3 separate regions of the Mus musculus genome follow, and all the other regions are linked to region 3. A link is a contact called in public promoter capture Hi-C data. All regions are on one chromosome and are shown on one strand. The core of a region is the stretch at or near the end of the contact, and the rest is flanking DNA. Distances in the headings are between cores, read along the strand shown. Region 1 holds the start of Apobr (apolipoprotein B receptor). Region 2 holds the start of Spns1 (spinster homolog 1). Region 3 holds the start of Zfp553 (zinc finger protein 553).

Region 1 (4,448 bases), core at 803-3,302, 650 kb after region 3:
CCTCTGCTCCTTGGCTTCCCTCCAGCTCCGGGTTAAGTGCTACGGAGGTCAGTGCCTCCTCTCCTCCTGACCCGAAGACCTCTGGCTGTTGGGCCTCCTGGCCTCCTTCAGCCCGGATCTCCACTGCCTGCTCGGTTGCAGTCTGTTCCTTGCCTGCTTCAGCATCTGCTTTTACCTCCTGGCTATTTCTGCGGTCCACACCCCTACTCCAGTTTCCCCAGGCTTCTAGCTCAGGGCCTGCAAACCCCACAGGCCCAGGATATTCCTTCAAGCTTAGCACCCGCTCTGGGCTCAGGTCTGGAGCTCCACTAGTCTCTTCCTGACCCTTCTGTCCTTCCTCAAGTTGTTTAGTTAAAGCCTGGGAATGTCTCACCAGCTCAGGGTCCTGTCCTTCAGTGACCTTTACTCTCAATACCTCTGGTGTCATCTGGGCGGCTTCACTCCTCTCTCCCACAAACAACTCCTCAGTGCTGACTTCTGGAGAGTCTTCCCAGTCAGGTTCATCTTTAGCCTCCGTGTCTAGGACTAGCGTAGGCTCTGTGGCCCAGGAGTTCCTTTTCTCCCTGGAGGATTCTTCTGCCCGTACCTCTTCTTCTAGACTCACTCCATTATCCCTGATGGCTAAGTCTTGCCTCTCCTCATCCTCAAAGCTGCCCTCTGTTTCCTGTTCTCCCATAGCCTCCTCTTCAGCTATGTGGCCTTCAGTCATCTCTCCAGTTCTCTCAGCCTCCAGGGTCTGGATCGGAAACCTAACTTCAGCCTCTCTCTTCTCGTCGACCTCATCCTGCTGGTCTCCCTTGTCAGCCTCTTCTAGGACCCAGACTCTCCCAGTAGTTCCTGGGAAGTTGTCTCCTGGGTCTGACCCGTATTCTGTTCCCTGAACTCCTAGGCTATCAGCCCCCTCCCTGTCTGAGACTGTCCAGGCCTCTCTACTCAACATGGCCTGGTCCTCAGACTCGGCCCCGGGGCATTGTGTCCCCTGTGCCCTTGCCCTTTCACCATCCCTCATTGGGACCATCCTCTCCTCTTCCTTGTCAATCCCTTTGGCACCAAACCATTCGATTTCTGCAACCATGTCTTTGGCCACCCAGTCTATCTCTTTGCTGTCCTCTGTCACATGCTGCCCCTCAGTGCCAGCATTCCCCCCAGGCTCGCTGTGCCAGGTTGGCTGTGACTCCACCCCCTCGGCCATCCCTGACTCTGCTGCTCTGACCACCTCCTCCTCTTCTTCCTTCTGTTCACAGGTTCTCAGAGGCTCCCCACTGCTTGCTTCCTCTTCACCGTGCTCCCAGATCTCCTGGGCTGTATTACTGCTCCTGTCTCTGTGAGTCCCAGGCTCTGCCTCAGGCTTCAGTGGGACACTTGGCTCCTGGCCCCTGGCATCCTCAGCTGCCTTCCAGGACCCAGTGTCCTGCCTTTCTGCTTGGGGCCTTGCAGAGCTATCTGCTCTCCACCCCCAGGTCTGTTCACCAGCTAAACTTCCTTCTTGGCATCTTCTAGTCTCTTCGGGTGCTTCTACCCCCTCACTCTGGCCACTTCTAAGTCCCTCCAGTACCTCCTGGGCTTCCTCTCCTACAACCTTCCCCTCAGTCACCTCTCCCAGTTCCTCAGCTGCCTGTGTCTGCCTCTCTACTGTGGGGACTGTGTCTCCTACGAGGTAGGACACAAACGCACTGAAGGAGTCCTAGAAGAGAAGAAAGAAGAGTGAAGGCACTCAGGGGAGGTCTAACCACTTCCCCAGGAGTACACTGTTAACAAAGCCCAGGTAAGAATCAGGGATCTGGACGTCTGCTAAGGGACCCCGACAAGGCCTAGCTTGAATAAGTGGGTACACTTGTAGAGGCAGGAGATTGAAACCCAGGAAGGACTGGGCTAGGAGTCTGGCTGACTGTAGGAAAGGGAGCTCAGGCTTCAGGAGAGGCTGTAAGGGAGAGGAAAGGTGAGACTACGAGGAATGGTGGAAGTTTCGGGTATCTCTCTGCCCCTCTCACCAGTGCTCCCCTCAAAGCCTGATGTAGCCCAGGGAGACGAAGCCGGAGAAAATCCATCCTGCAGGTCTCTGTGTGTCCAGAAAGCTCACAATGACCATCCGTCCCCACCCACGAAGTCCTCCCCAGCACCCAAGACACTTCCTCTTCCCCTGACTCTCCCTGACAAATCTCCACCCCAGGCCCTGTGCACCTCCCCCCTGCTCATGGATGACTTCATGACAGGCAGGGGGATGGCTTAACAGTGTCCAGGTGACTCAGACTCGGGTGCACATCTGGAACTAAAGGGCAGAGGATCGGGCCAGAAAGGGGAAAGGGAAAAAAAAAGTGGAAACAGGAGACCTCAGAATTGGGTATGGGGGAGGGGGCATTCGGCAAGTGCAGCCTGAGTGACTCAGGTCTTGTATTCGCACCTCAGCCATTTCCGCCTCCTCCAAGCCACAGCCTTCAGTGAGAGGAAGCTAGGGTTTGTGGTTCCTGATTTATTTGGGGGAGAAGCTGTAGAAGTGAGGATAAGGCCACTGGAAGTTCTGGGTTCCCATTTTCAACGCCATTAAGATTTTTCTGGGGATGAAAGGTCTGGATTGGTGCTCAATGCCCACACCCTCACCTATGGTTATTCTTGTACTGTGGTCATGTGTCCTCACAGCTTACTGTGAGTTCCTTAAGGACAGAGGCTGCAGAATTTCTAGAGACTCGTTTGGGTAGGAGGATCCTTTTTCTCACTGTTTGAGTGATCTAGGAAGAACACCACAGGAGGGCATATTTCAAACGGCAAATCTTAATGACAGGTGGTTGAAAAGACCCGGGAGAAGTGGGCAGAGGCTGCTGGAATCCATAGCAGAGGAATAGGCTTGATGAAGAATGGTCAAGATGCTGCCCTGCCATCGAGTGGAAGGTAAGGGAAGGACTCCTTATTTGGAACTGTGAGGTGACACATTCCAACTATCCTCTCAGCCTCATTCTCCTAACTTCCAATTAGGACAAACGGCTGACATCACAGACCAGGAAAAACACCCATAGCAGCTTTCTCAGTGAACTTAGCACCTTTGCTCTATTTCTTACTGCTGAGTCTCTGAAGTCAGCTAAAAGTCTAGCCTCTGTTGCACAGTGGGGCGGAGGGACCTTGGTTTTCTCTTGTAAAACCAGGGGTTGGACAACTTTCGTGGTATTTGTTGTTCTAGGATAGTAAGGCAAAGGGGATTTAACCGTAACATCGTGAATATTGCCACAGATAATTCATAGAATGCTGTTTTGTGGGTGTTTATTTTTAATCGATCTACTCTCAGCTACTTCCCAGATGCTTATTATAGGTCTTTACAATAGGTCTGTAAGGACAACAGATAACACTTGAGGCTGGTCGCCTTTGCGCTCAAGCAGAACTTGTCCTTGGGACGTTGGGTGGGGTAGTGGGACATCCGCAGCAAAGTAGCCATAATTGTTTCAGGCAAGTAAGAGCTGCAGGAAAGAAGCTGAAGCCTTCCGCGCCATGACTAGTACTGGCAGATTTGGTCGGCGTCTAGAGCGCCGCTTTTCATGGCTCTACTTGTGGCTCCCTTCGACTCCAATTCAAAATCAGTGCTTCCAGCGTTCTCTCGAACTCTCCTTCTTTTATTCTCCGAAGTTTGAGAAGTCCAAAGGCGAAAAAGAGAAAAAAGGACCCGGAAGTAAGAAGCAACCCTCAAGCACGTGATGGAAGGCTCACGGGTACTGTCACGTGACCCCCAACCTGCTCGTCTACCTTGCGGAGAGTTCAGCTGCTCTTAAAGGTACAGGCCTGGGGGCGGGGGCTTTGCTTTAGAGGGGCAGGGGGCGGGGTCAGGCGGGTGGGGCGTGGGTGAACACGAGCTGGAGATCTGGGGATCCTTCGACGGACATGTCGTGTATAGCAGACAGCGGAACCTGGGACTGACCGCGGGGCATTGATCCTTCGCACCCACCTGTCCCAGACTTTAATCTGTTTTCTTGAAGCTAGCTCGGAACACACGCTGACTTTGGGCCCTTTGGGGGACCCGAACTCAATGTTATGGGAAGTTCTGCGGGCTCGTGGAGGCGCCTTGAGGATTCTGAGAGTGAGTGCTCTCATCGGTTGCCTTGGGAATGACCACCTCTGCCCGCGGCTCTCCCGAGGAGTTGGGATGCTGGCCCTGCCCCCTCAACACCATGCGGGATAGGCGGGGCCTTCGTGTACCCGAGTGAGTGGGGGGTCATGCTTTCTCTACCTCCCAGGGGAGGAGACCGACTCAGAGCCCCAGGCCCCTCGGTTGGATAGTCGGAGTGTCCTTTGGAAGAATGCAGTGGGTTTCTGGTAAGTGGTCTGAGAGTTGTGCAAAAGTAAAATGCCAGCTGGGCGTGGTGGCACACGCCTTTAATCCCAGCATTTGGGAGGCAGAGGCAGGCGGATTTCTGAGTTCGAGGCCAGCCTGGTCTACAGAGTGAGTTCCAGGACAGCCAGGGCTA
Region 2 (4,413 bases), core at 872-3,371, 860 kb after region 3:
TTTGCTTTGTGATGCTAGGGATGGGGACCGAAAGCGCCATGCATCCGTAGCCCTGCAAGCTTCACCTTGAAATTTGCTTCGTCTTCCTTATCTACACCACGCCTGAACTCCACACCTTTTGATGGGGTTTTGATCTGTATAGCCCAGTAGCTTCCAACTTCAGTTTGTTCTCAGACCGGAGCCTTTCTGTTCCTCTCCATCCCGTGCCCCACCTGTAGTCTAGTAAAAGCAGTACTTTCTAAATTATAGAATTATTGTAATTTGTATTCAGATTGTATGTACATTAAGGTAAACAAGCAACCTGAGAGGGGTGGCTGACACCTTTAATCCCAGCATTCTGGAGGCAGAGGGAGGCAGGCAGATCTCTGTAAATCCCTTCATGCTCACTGCTCCCCTCCTAACCTTCAATCCATCTGCCACGGACTCAGCTTTTCTCAAATGCCAACATGATTTAAAAAAAAAATTTTTTTTGAGATAGAGACTCATTAGATAGCCCAGATAGAGTCAGTTTTCTGGGTTCAAGTGACCCACTTGCCTCCTGAGCATGTGGGATGCCTGGTGCGTGTGTCCAGACACTAGGTTTTCATTTGAATTGAGTAATGCAGTAGGCAACCTATTATGTCACGTTTCTTTCATCTCACAGTGTTTTACGTTTTTAATCTTTTATTACGTTTTTATTTTGTGTGCATGTCATGGCACATGTGTGAGGTAGAGGACAGCTTGTGGCAGGCAATCCTCTTCTGCCATTTGGATAGGGACAGAACTCAGATTGTCAGTATTGGTACCAAGTATTTTATCCTCTGAGCCACCTTGCTGGCCCTTACCTATTTTCGAACTCTCAATCTCTCTCTCTCTCTAACTTTCTCTTTCTCTCTCTCTTTCTTTCTCTGTCTCTGTATCTCATCATTATCTAGTCCAGGCTGACTTAAGACTCAATACAGTCCAGTCTTCAAATCCTCAAACTTTTATCTGCCTCTTCCTCTGCTGTGCTGAGAGGGATATTAAAAAAAAAAGATTTATTTTCTGTATATGGATACACTGTCGCTCTCTTCAGATACACTAGAGTAGGGCATTGGATCCAATGGTTGTGAGCCACTATGTGGGATTTGAACTCAGGACCTCTGAAAGAACAGTCAGTGTTCTTAACCACTGAGCCATCTCCAGCCCCAAGAGGAATCTTTAATTTTTTGTTTTGTTTTGTTTTGTTTTTTGTTTTGTCGAGACTGGGTCTTATGTACCCAAAGCCACATTAAAGTTAACTATTGCTATGTATCAAGGACCACTTTGAACTTCCAATTCTCCTCCTTCTACCTTTTGCAACGGGCTGGGTGAATGAGGTACTGGGGACTTGAGCCCAGGGTTTCAGGAATGCTTGGCAGTATTTACTATCAACTGAACTACATCCCAGTTCTGGAAGTGGGATCACAAAACAGTATTTTCATAGAATCATAGTATTTTGCATTCAGAATGTATGTATATTAAGGAAAACTAGCAACCTGAGACGGTTCGCCATGGAACACCTTTAATCCCAGCCTTCTGAAGGCAAAGGCAGGTGGATGCCTGTGAATTGGTGGCCACACTGGTCAAAAAAGGGAATTCCAGGACAGTCAGACATACAGAGAAACCTTGGAAATAAAAGAAAGAAAAATGAAAAAACAAGCCAAAAAAAAAAAAGCCTCTGCTCCGTGGGTGCTGAGATAAAAGGTTTGTTTAATTCACTGCCACACCTAGTGGGATTTTTTTTTTGTATGTTTTGTTTTCAAGACTAAAGGTATTAAAGGCATGTGCCACCAGCCAGATTGAGTTTGTTGTTGTTGGTTTATGATAAGGTTCCTCCGTGTAGCCCTGGTCACCCGGGAACTTGCTCAGTAAACCAGGCTAGCCTCGACCACAGAGATCGGCTGCCTCTGTCTCTTTAGTGCTGGGATTAGAGCCATATGCCATTTTTTGGTGCAGGGTACATTGCAGTTCATTGGTTCTGAGCCTCCGCCTGTCCTCCAGGAGAGACACCAGAGGGCGCGAGGACACTAGTCTTGGTTGGAGAAAAACTCGAGGCCATAGACAAAACATCCTCTTCCTCCTAAACTCTAGCATCTTTTCTTGGAGGCAGGGTCTCACTCAGTATGTAGCCCTGGCTGACCTGGAACTCGCTATGTAAACCAGGCTGTCCTTGAAATTGCAAAGATCTCCGTCCTTCTGCCTTCTCCTGGGACTAAAGGTATGCGCTACTACGCCCGACTCTATAGGAATCTAAATGTCCACAGTGAAAGCTCATGATTGGTAAACAAAAGGAGGCAGCTGCTCGCCGCTATTCATCCAACAATTACTGAGCAATGAAGCCATCAGCCAGTCACTGAAGAAGAAAAGAGGAAACAACTCACTAGCATCTGTAGAGATGTAATATTTCCAAATAATCCACTATCTCGTGAAATCGGATAAATGGGTATTCCATCTAGGCGATTGATTACACCAGCTTGCGAGGCCCCCTGGAGGCTACTGGTGGAAGTAGGAACGAGCGTCGGGTTACCATAGCGGAGGAGCCCTAGAAACCCTGGAGGCTTCCGTAGGCGGTGGCAGGTCACGTGTTCAATCCTTGCACCGGGTGACTTTCTCCGGTAGGGCTCCGGTGTCACATGACCTGCTCTTGGGCAACATGGCGGCAGTTGTGTTGCTGAGCTTGGACTGAGCAACAGCGAGTGTGGCGCGCTCCTTCCCGGGCTTTGGAGTGCGTCAGCGTGAGAAGAGGGACTGGGTCCTGGTCTTCCTGCTCCTGTCCCAGCGTCACCTGCACCTCCTGTGTGCTCTCCTCTGTCGGAACCAGAGGGAATGACGAAGCCCAGGGCTTTTCGCAGTGGTGCACTGTGCATCGGACCACGCTCCTAGGCGATAGTGGGCAAGTCTTCTCGCAGTCCTCTCTCCAACCTCCTTCCGTCGGAGGTAGGACCGAAGCGTGGGCGGTTGCGATTCCCCAGGGACCATGGCCGGGTCCGACACGGCGCCCTTCCTCAGCCAAGCAGATGATCCTGATGACGGGCCAGCGCCCGGCCATCCGGGGTTGCCAGGACCCATGGGGAATCCAAAGTCCGGGGAACTCGAGGTCCCAGACTGTGAGGGGCTACAGCGCATCACTGGCTTATCTCGGGGCCATTCGACCCTCATAGTGGTGGTTCTGTGCTACATTAACCTCCTGAACTACATGGACCGCTTCACCGTGGCAGGTACGCACTGATGCTCCGAAGAAGGGATATAGGCAAGGGAGAAGTTCCCCAGGATAGGGTCGCCTCTTGGCGCTCATTCTTTGTTTTTTCTTTCCAGGGGTTCTTACAGACATCGAGCAGTTCTTTAACATCGGAGATGGTAGTACTGGCCTCATCCAGACTGGTGAGTGAGGCTACTGCCCACACAACCCCTCGTTCTTAATTGCCTCAAGTAGGCCTACATACATGCAGGTTTGCCTAGTGAAGCTTTAGTGGCCAGGGCTCTTGGAGGCAATGGCCGTGGCTGCTCTTGGGCTGTCCACTTGAGCTGGGACATCGCACAGAGGGAGCCAGCTAGTTATTATGAGTCGGTAGGCAACACACTCATCCACTTTAAGCCTCATTTTTCTGGTCTGTAGAATGAAGCTAGTAATAAAATGGGCTAGTTCTTTAGACTGGTGTGAGGACTAGGTCATGCCTTGTGTGTGGCACATAGTGGGCACCAGGATACAATGGCAGGAGTGCTTGGCACTGCTGTGGGGGGAAAGTCTCCATTTCTGAGAGCCTATTATGTGCTAGGTCCTAGTAGTGCGCCCTAGAAGTGGTAGGGGCCCTACAAGGACGTTGGCCAGGTATTCTTGCCTATAGTTCTGTCAGCTGAGGAGTAGCATTCATTGCCTTTCCTATTTGTACTGGGAGAGCTACCTGTATTTTTATCAGAAGAGCTAAGATTTGCCCAGGGTCACATAAGCAAAGAGGTGAATGAGAATTTGAAACAAGGTTTTCAAGTATTTGTTTTTCCTACTCCAGGCCAGAGAGGAACTGGGTAGAAGCATTAAGTGTGCAGAAAAGAGAACGAGGTCAAAGGTCCACATGGTGTGGATTCAACACTCGTTCATTGGACACGTGTTTTATGCTAGGTTATGAATTAAAGGAGATGCAGACCTGGCCCACCCAGGAGCTGACACCCTGCTGTGCCTGAGGGGGTTAATTAAAATGGAATAATTTTTCAGATGGATAAGGCTTTTGTAAAAGAAGGGTAGAGCCAGGTGTGTTGGCACACTCCTTTAATCCCAGCACTTGGGAGGCAAAAGGCTGGAGGGTTGCTGTGAGCTTAGGCAGCCTTATGTACACAGTGAGACTTTCTCTCCTCCCCAACCCCAGAAGGAAAAGAAAAGAAAATGACAATCTGGTTGTGTCTGAGTTAGAATTTGAA
Region 3 (4,388 bases), core at 184-2,683:
TGGTGGTGCAAGCCTTTAATCCCAGCACTTGGGAGGCAGAGGCAGGGGGATTTCTGAGTTCGAGGACAGCCTAGTCTACAGAGTGAGTTCCAGGATAGCCAGGGCTACACAGGAACCCCCCCCCCCAAAAAAAAGAAAGAAAGAAAGTTAGTAGAAAACTTTCCAAGCCCCTCTCTGCGGTCCCATAAATCATCCCAGCACTGAATGCCATCGGGTTTGAGAGAAGTGTTTCCTACTTGGAGGAAACCCTACCCTGGGCCGAGTTTCTAACTATCTACTCAAGCCTGTGTTATATTACAGTATTTCAATTTAGAAAACCTAGTATATGGTCTTTTGATCGAATTTCTGTGGGTTTTTTTTTTTTCTTTTTTTTCCTCCAGTTTTTGAGACTGTCTTACTGTACTGCCCAGACTGGATCTGAATTCTCCACTCCATTGGCTCTATCCTGGTAACTTCTACGATCTTGTATAAACTTACTTCCCTACAGATAAACAGATATGGGGTGTAGGAGAGAAAAAACAAAGTAGCAATGATTGTAACTGCGGGTTCGGAATAAACCTGCTGCCACAAGAGGCAAGAGATAAGTCAAGGACCGGCATTACTCTGCAGCAAAAACAACGGAAAGGAACGCGGTTATTTGGAAAAGGATACTGAGACTACTCTGAGCACGCAAGGTCTGTACTTAACACTAGAGCTTTTAAATTAATAAAAATAAGAAAGCCAGGGAAGGTTTTGAGAAGGCAGCCAGTATTAGAGCTGGATTTACAGCAGAACGCATGCAGAGAAAGAGCACCAGAGATTACAATTGAGCCTGGAGGCCTGCAGTAGGGCTGAGTGAAGGGGGAGGGGAGAGCGTTAGGGAGGATGCCCCTCACGGCCTGGCACACAGTAGGTGTTGGCTTCTTCCCTTCGGATTTTGCTGCCCCTTCGCCCACGTCCGACTTTCCTGGGCCCTGGGTCCCCAAGCATCCATTACCTTCCTGTGCGATGCGGACCGCCGCCCTCACCTGTACCGATGGCTCTCAGCCGCTTTCAAGTCCTCTGTACCGCGAAGCTCGGCGCCCCAGGGCTGTGCAGCGCGCTGCACCGTCGGCCCACGACCGGGACGCGGCCCCGGTGAGTCCGAGGGCACCTGCCGCCCCGTTCCCCTCGGTACAACAGGAACCCAGCAGCCAGCCGCACGGGTACGGGCTCCACGCCACGCCAGGAGGGGGCTCGGCCCACGTCCCGGGCGCCGCTGGGCGGGACGGGAAGCGGAAGCACGGGCCTCGGCGAGCTGCTCTAGGACCCGGAGGAGCCGCGGGCTCGGCGGCGGCGGCGGCGGCGTGGACCAGTTCTAGCCGTGCCCTGCGGCGCTAGCGGCGTGCCTCCTCGGATGGACAGCTGGCACGGCGGAGCCGGACTGCCCGCGCGGGACAACCAGGAAGGAGCCCAGGAATGGAGTGGCAGACAAAGGGAAACAGAGAGCCGGCGGGCGGGGCGGGGCGCCGAGGCGGGGGAAACAAAGCCCAGCTCGGAGTGGGGGCTGGGCCGGGGCAGGCAGGTCGAGCTGGAGCCTGCCAAGTTCTAGCCTGAGAGTCACGAGTCGGGGCACTGTCGGCGAGAGACGATGCTCGGGGACAGGACCTAGAGACTGGGTACCAGAGACAAAGAGATGTAGAAACAGATAAGAACCGTCAAGTCACCCTAATGGAATCAGGGGCCCTAAGAGGCGGAGAGCCTGGAGAGAAACGGGCGGGAGACAGAACAAAGGACGACAGGCGGAGACAAAGGTAGAAAAACAAAGAAAGGCTTTGCAAAGGCCAAGCCCAGGGAGGGACTGAAGAATAAACCCTGCCTCCATCTTGCTGGAGTCACGTTCCAAAGGATCCAGGCCCTAGAAGCATAACCCCGGCATCTTATGTTGTAGGCAGGTTTTCCTTTATAGAGGTGAGTACCCAGAGGCTTCCGTCCTGCCACTAAAGCGAGTGCTAACGGGGTTTTTATTAATTCGTTATGTTTTAGCAGTACATAATGTTATTTGTATTATATTAGATTTGTCAATAAAGCAGAAGTTAGAGATAAAGTTAAACCATGCATCGTCTGTCCCTTGAGTGCGGTCAGTTTTTGTGGGGTTTTTTGTTTTGTTTTTTCGAGACCGGGTTTCTCTGTATAGCCCTGGCTGTCCTGGAACTCACTTTGTAGACCAGGCTGGCCTCAAACTCAGAAATCCACCTGCCTCTGCCTCCCGAGTGCTGGGATTAAAGGCGTGCGCCACCACGCCCGGCTAGAGTGCGGTCAGTTTTTTTAAAAAAAATCATACAAGGCGTGGAGAACTGGGCCAGTGGCATGCCTCAGTGGGAAAAGGGGATTGTCCGCAAGCTTGACAACCTGAGTTCTCTCCAGGGAACCTGTGTGGTGGAAAGGAGAGTGCACGTTGTCCTGTGACCTCCACATGCACTGGTGCAATGTGCCCCCCAAATTTTAAAAATTCTAACTAACTTAAAAAAAAAAATTGGTTGGTCCTGTTAATCCCAAAGCAGGGAGGAGAAAGACCACTGACCCAAATTATCATGCCCAATTAAAGCAAGCTTTGTTACTCTTCTACACGAGATGCCTGCCCCTAAGATGGATTCAAAGGTCAGTATTGAACTAGGGAAAAATAAGGGTTTTATAGCTCGAGGGGGTTGGGGGGGTCCAAACTGGGGATTTGGCAGGCAAATAGGTGGAGTTACAGAGCAGAACAGTTACAAGGCGTTCATAACAACAGGTGGTTACAGTGATCTTTTGAGACAAATGTAGGCTTGCAAGATGGCTGTAACTTTTTGGAACAAGGACGTGGTTGCTGTTTTCTGGAACATTCTGTATGGTACTATTTGTAGTTGAGGTCACAGGTGGGACATGTGTTAGGAGCTGCCCACATTCCAGAACCAGGTGTGCCCTCACCTGCCTTCAGCAATCCAGCCCCAGCAGCTATATCATCACCAGCTGCCATACCCTTTATAAAGCCCATGCCATCAATGGTTCGTTCTCTCTCTCTCTCTCTCTCTCTCTCTCTCTCTCTCTCTCTCTCTCTCTCCTGCTCTGAATCAGCCTTTTGTGCCCCCCCAATAAATCTCTTAACATTTATTGCATTATTATAGGTCAATTGTGTGGTGTGTTCTCTGCAAATTCCTTGGCCCCAGCCACCAAGGTCAACTTTCGATACAAACCCGCCCTAACATGAATATCCTGGTGCCTGCTTTCCCCTTTTGGGGGTTAAAGCCACTCTGGGACCCTACCCACCAGTTCTACCTGCAACAGACCCACCTGGCCCACTGATGGCTTGATAAATGCTCCCCCTTGGTTGGTGTAAATGCTTCACCAGATCTCTGGTGTTCTTGGAGGCAGAAGTTCCCACCGGGCTTTGGACCCTATCCCTTTGGGTTAGGCTTTATTTCTGAGCTCTGTTTCTGCCTTTTGGGTTCCCTCAAAGGCCCTGGTACCAGTCTCCTCAGGGTTTTAACCCTTGTCCCACATTCAGCTGTGCCTTCCAGTTCAGCCTTCCCTGGATCCTGGTGACACTGATCTTCAGGCCTAGGACCTCTTCCTCTTCCTCACCCATGGGAATAGCTTTTTGTACCTCCTGGCTCCCTTTGGGATGCTTCTTGCAGAACACCCGACCCCTCTTTACCTGGCATCTGAACTGAAGGACTCCAAACGTATTGGCTTTTGCAATCAAATTTGGCCTCAGTATCCCTTAGTCAGTCCAAATGTGGCCAACTAGTGGCATCCTAGATCTTAGTCTACACTGCCAGCAATCGAGGGGAGTGGAAAAGAGATTCTCTCCCTATTTCTCTGTTCTCTGCTCCAAGCTCAGTTCGTTTTTGTCTAGTTTTCCCAACACTGTGTAAATGTCCCGTCTCTAAATTACAGTTGTTGGGTCTGTAGTCTGACTCTTCAGCTGTTGCTTCCCTCCCTGCTGTGCCCACCTTGTGGGCTCCGCTCTCTGGCTCCCACAGCCTGCTATGACTCTAGCCTGCTACGCTCACATGGACATCGCCCTTTTCCATTCTGCTCAGAGCTACCTGCTCGCTCTTTATGCCTTCCTAGTCCTAGATTTTGCAGGTTTCCTTGCTTTATGTAGGAGCCTGCCTGCTTAGTCCTGCAGCGTCTCCACACCCTTGTGGCTTCTGTGACATTGGAACCCTCCCTTGCTGGAGTTCCTACTTGTTTCTTTCTCCCTTAACTTTAACCAGTCTACTTCTGGTCTATACCATAAATGCCTCTCTCGAACCTGGAGCCTGCTATGCCCTTGGGCGCTCACCATTGGGCAACAACCTTCCCTCAGCTCTGGCCTGCTGCATCCATCTGGATCTTTCTACTGATGTACTAGTCCCCTTTCCCCCTGCACTCTAGGCTATCTCTCC

Evidence for each region. Promoter capture Hi-C pulls out the DNA fragments that hold promoters and counts their contacts. Capture Hi-C pulls out chosen DNA fragments and counts their contacts.
Region 1: a contact with region 3 is called in a promoter capture Hi-C map of pancreatic islet, with 61 times the contacts expected there. The contact joins the promoter of Apobr here to the promoter of Zfp553 in region 3. A contact is called at or near these places in 4 of 39 promoter capture datasets (cranial neural crest, hippocampal neurons, liver and 1 more), 1 of 115 datasets of contacts at active chromatin or transcription factors (neural tube) and 3 of 9 other capture datasets (adipose tissue, liver and pancreatic islet).
Region 2: a promoter capture Hi-C map of pre-B cells shows a contact between it and region 3, with 2.9 times the contacts expected there. The contact joins the promoter of Spns1 here to the promoter of Zfp553 in region 3. A contact is called at or near these places in 2 of 39 promoter capture datasets (cranial neural crest and pre-B cells).

Annotation. Positions count from the first base shown.
Region 1 is chr7:126,582,612-126,587,059 of GRCm38.p6, reverse strand. Apobr (apolipoprotein B receptor) reads right to left here and starts at 2,052. Exons shown (of 4, transcript NM_138310.1): 1 at 1,992-2,052; 2 at 1-1,684. The coding sequence starts at 2,048. Cln3 (ceroid lipofuscinosis, neuronal 3, juvenile (Batten, Spielmeyer-Vogt disease)) reads left to right here and starts at 1,243. Exons shown (of 18, transcript NM_001146311.2): 1 at 1,243-1,765; 2 at 2,780-2,886; 3 at 3,613-3,757; 4 at 3,964-4,060; 5 at 4,218-4,296. The coding sequence starts at 4,015.
Region 2 is chr7:126,375,642-126,380,054 of GRCm38.p6, reverse strand. It overlaps Spns1 (spinster homolog 1), which reads left to right and starts at 2,121. Exons shown (of 12, transcript NM_023712.3): 1 at 2,121-3,218; 2 at 3,316-3,381. The coding sequence starts at 2,978.
Region 3 is chr7:127,230,106-127,234,493 of GRCm38.p6, reverse strand. Zfp553 (zinc finger protein 553) reads right to left here and starts at 1,433. Exons shown (of 2, transcript NM_146201.2): 1 at 1,008-1,433. It overlaps Gm4532 (predicted gene 4532), which reads left to right and starts at 1,364. Exons shown (of 1, transcript NR_030674.1): 1 at 1,364-2,076. It also overlaps a transcript of Septin1 not described here.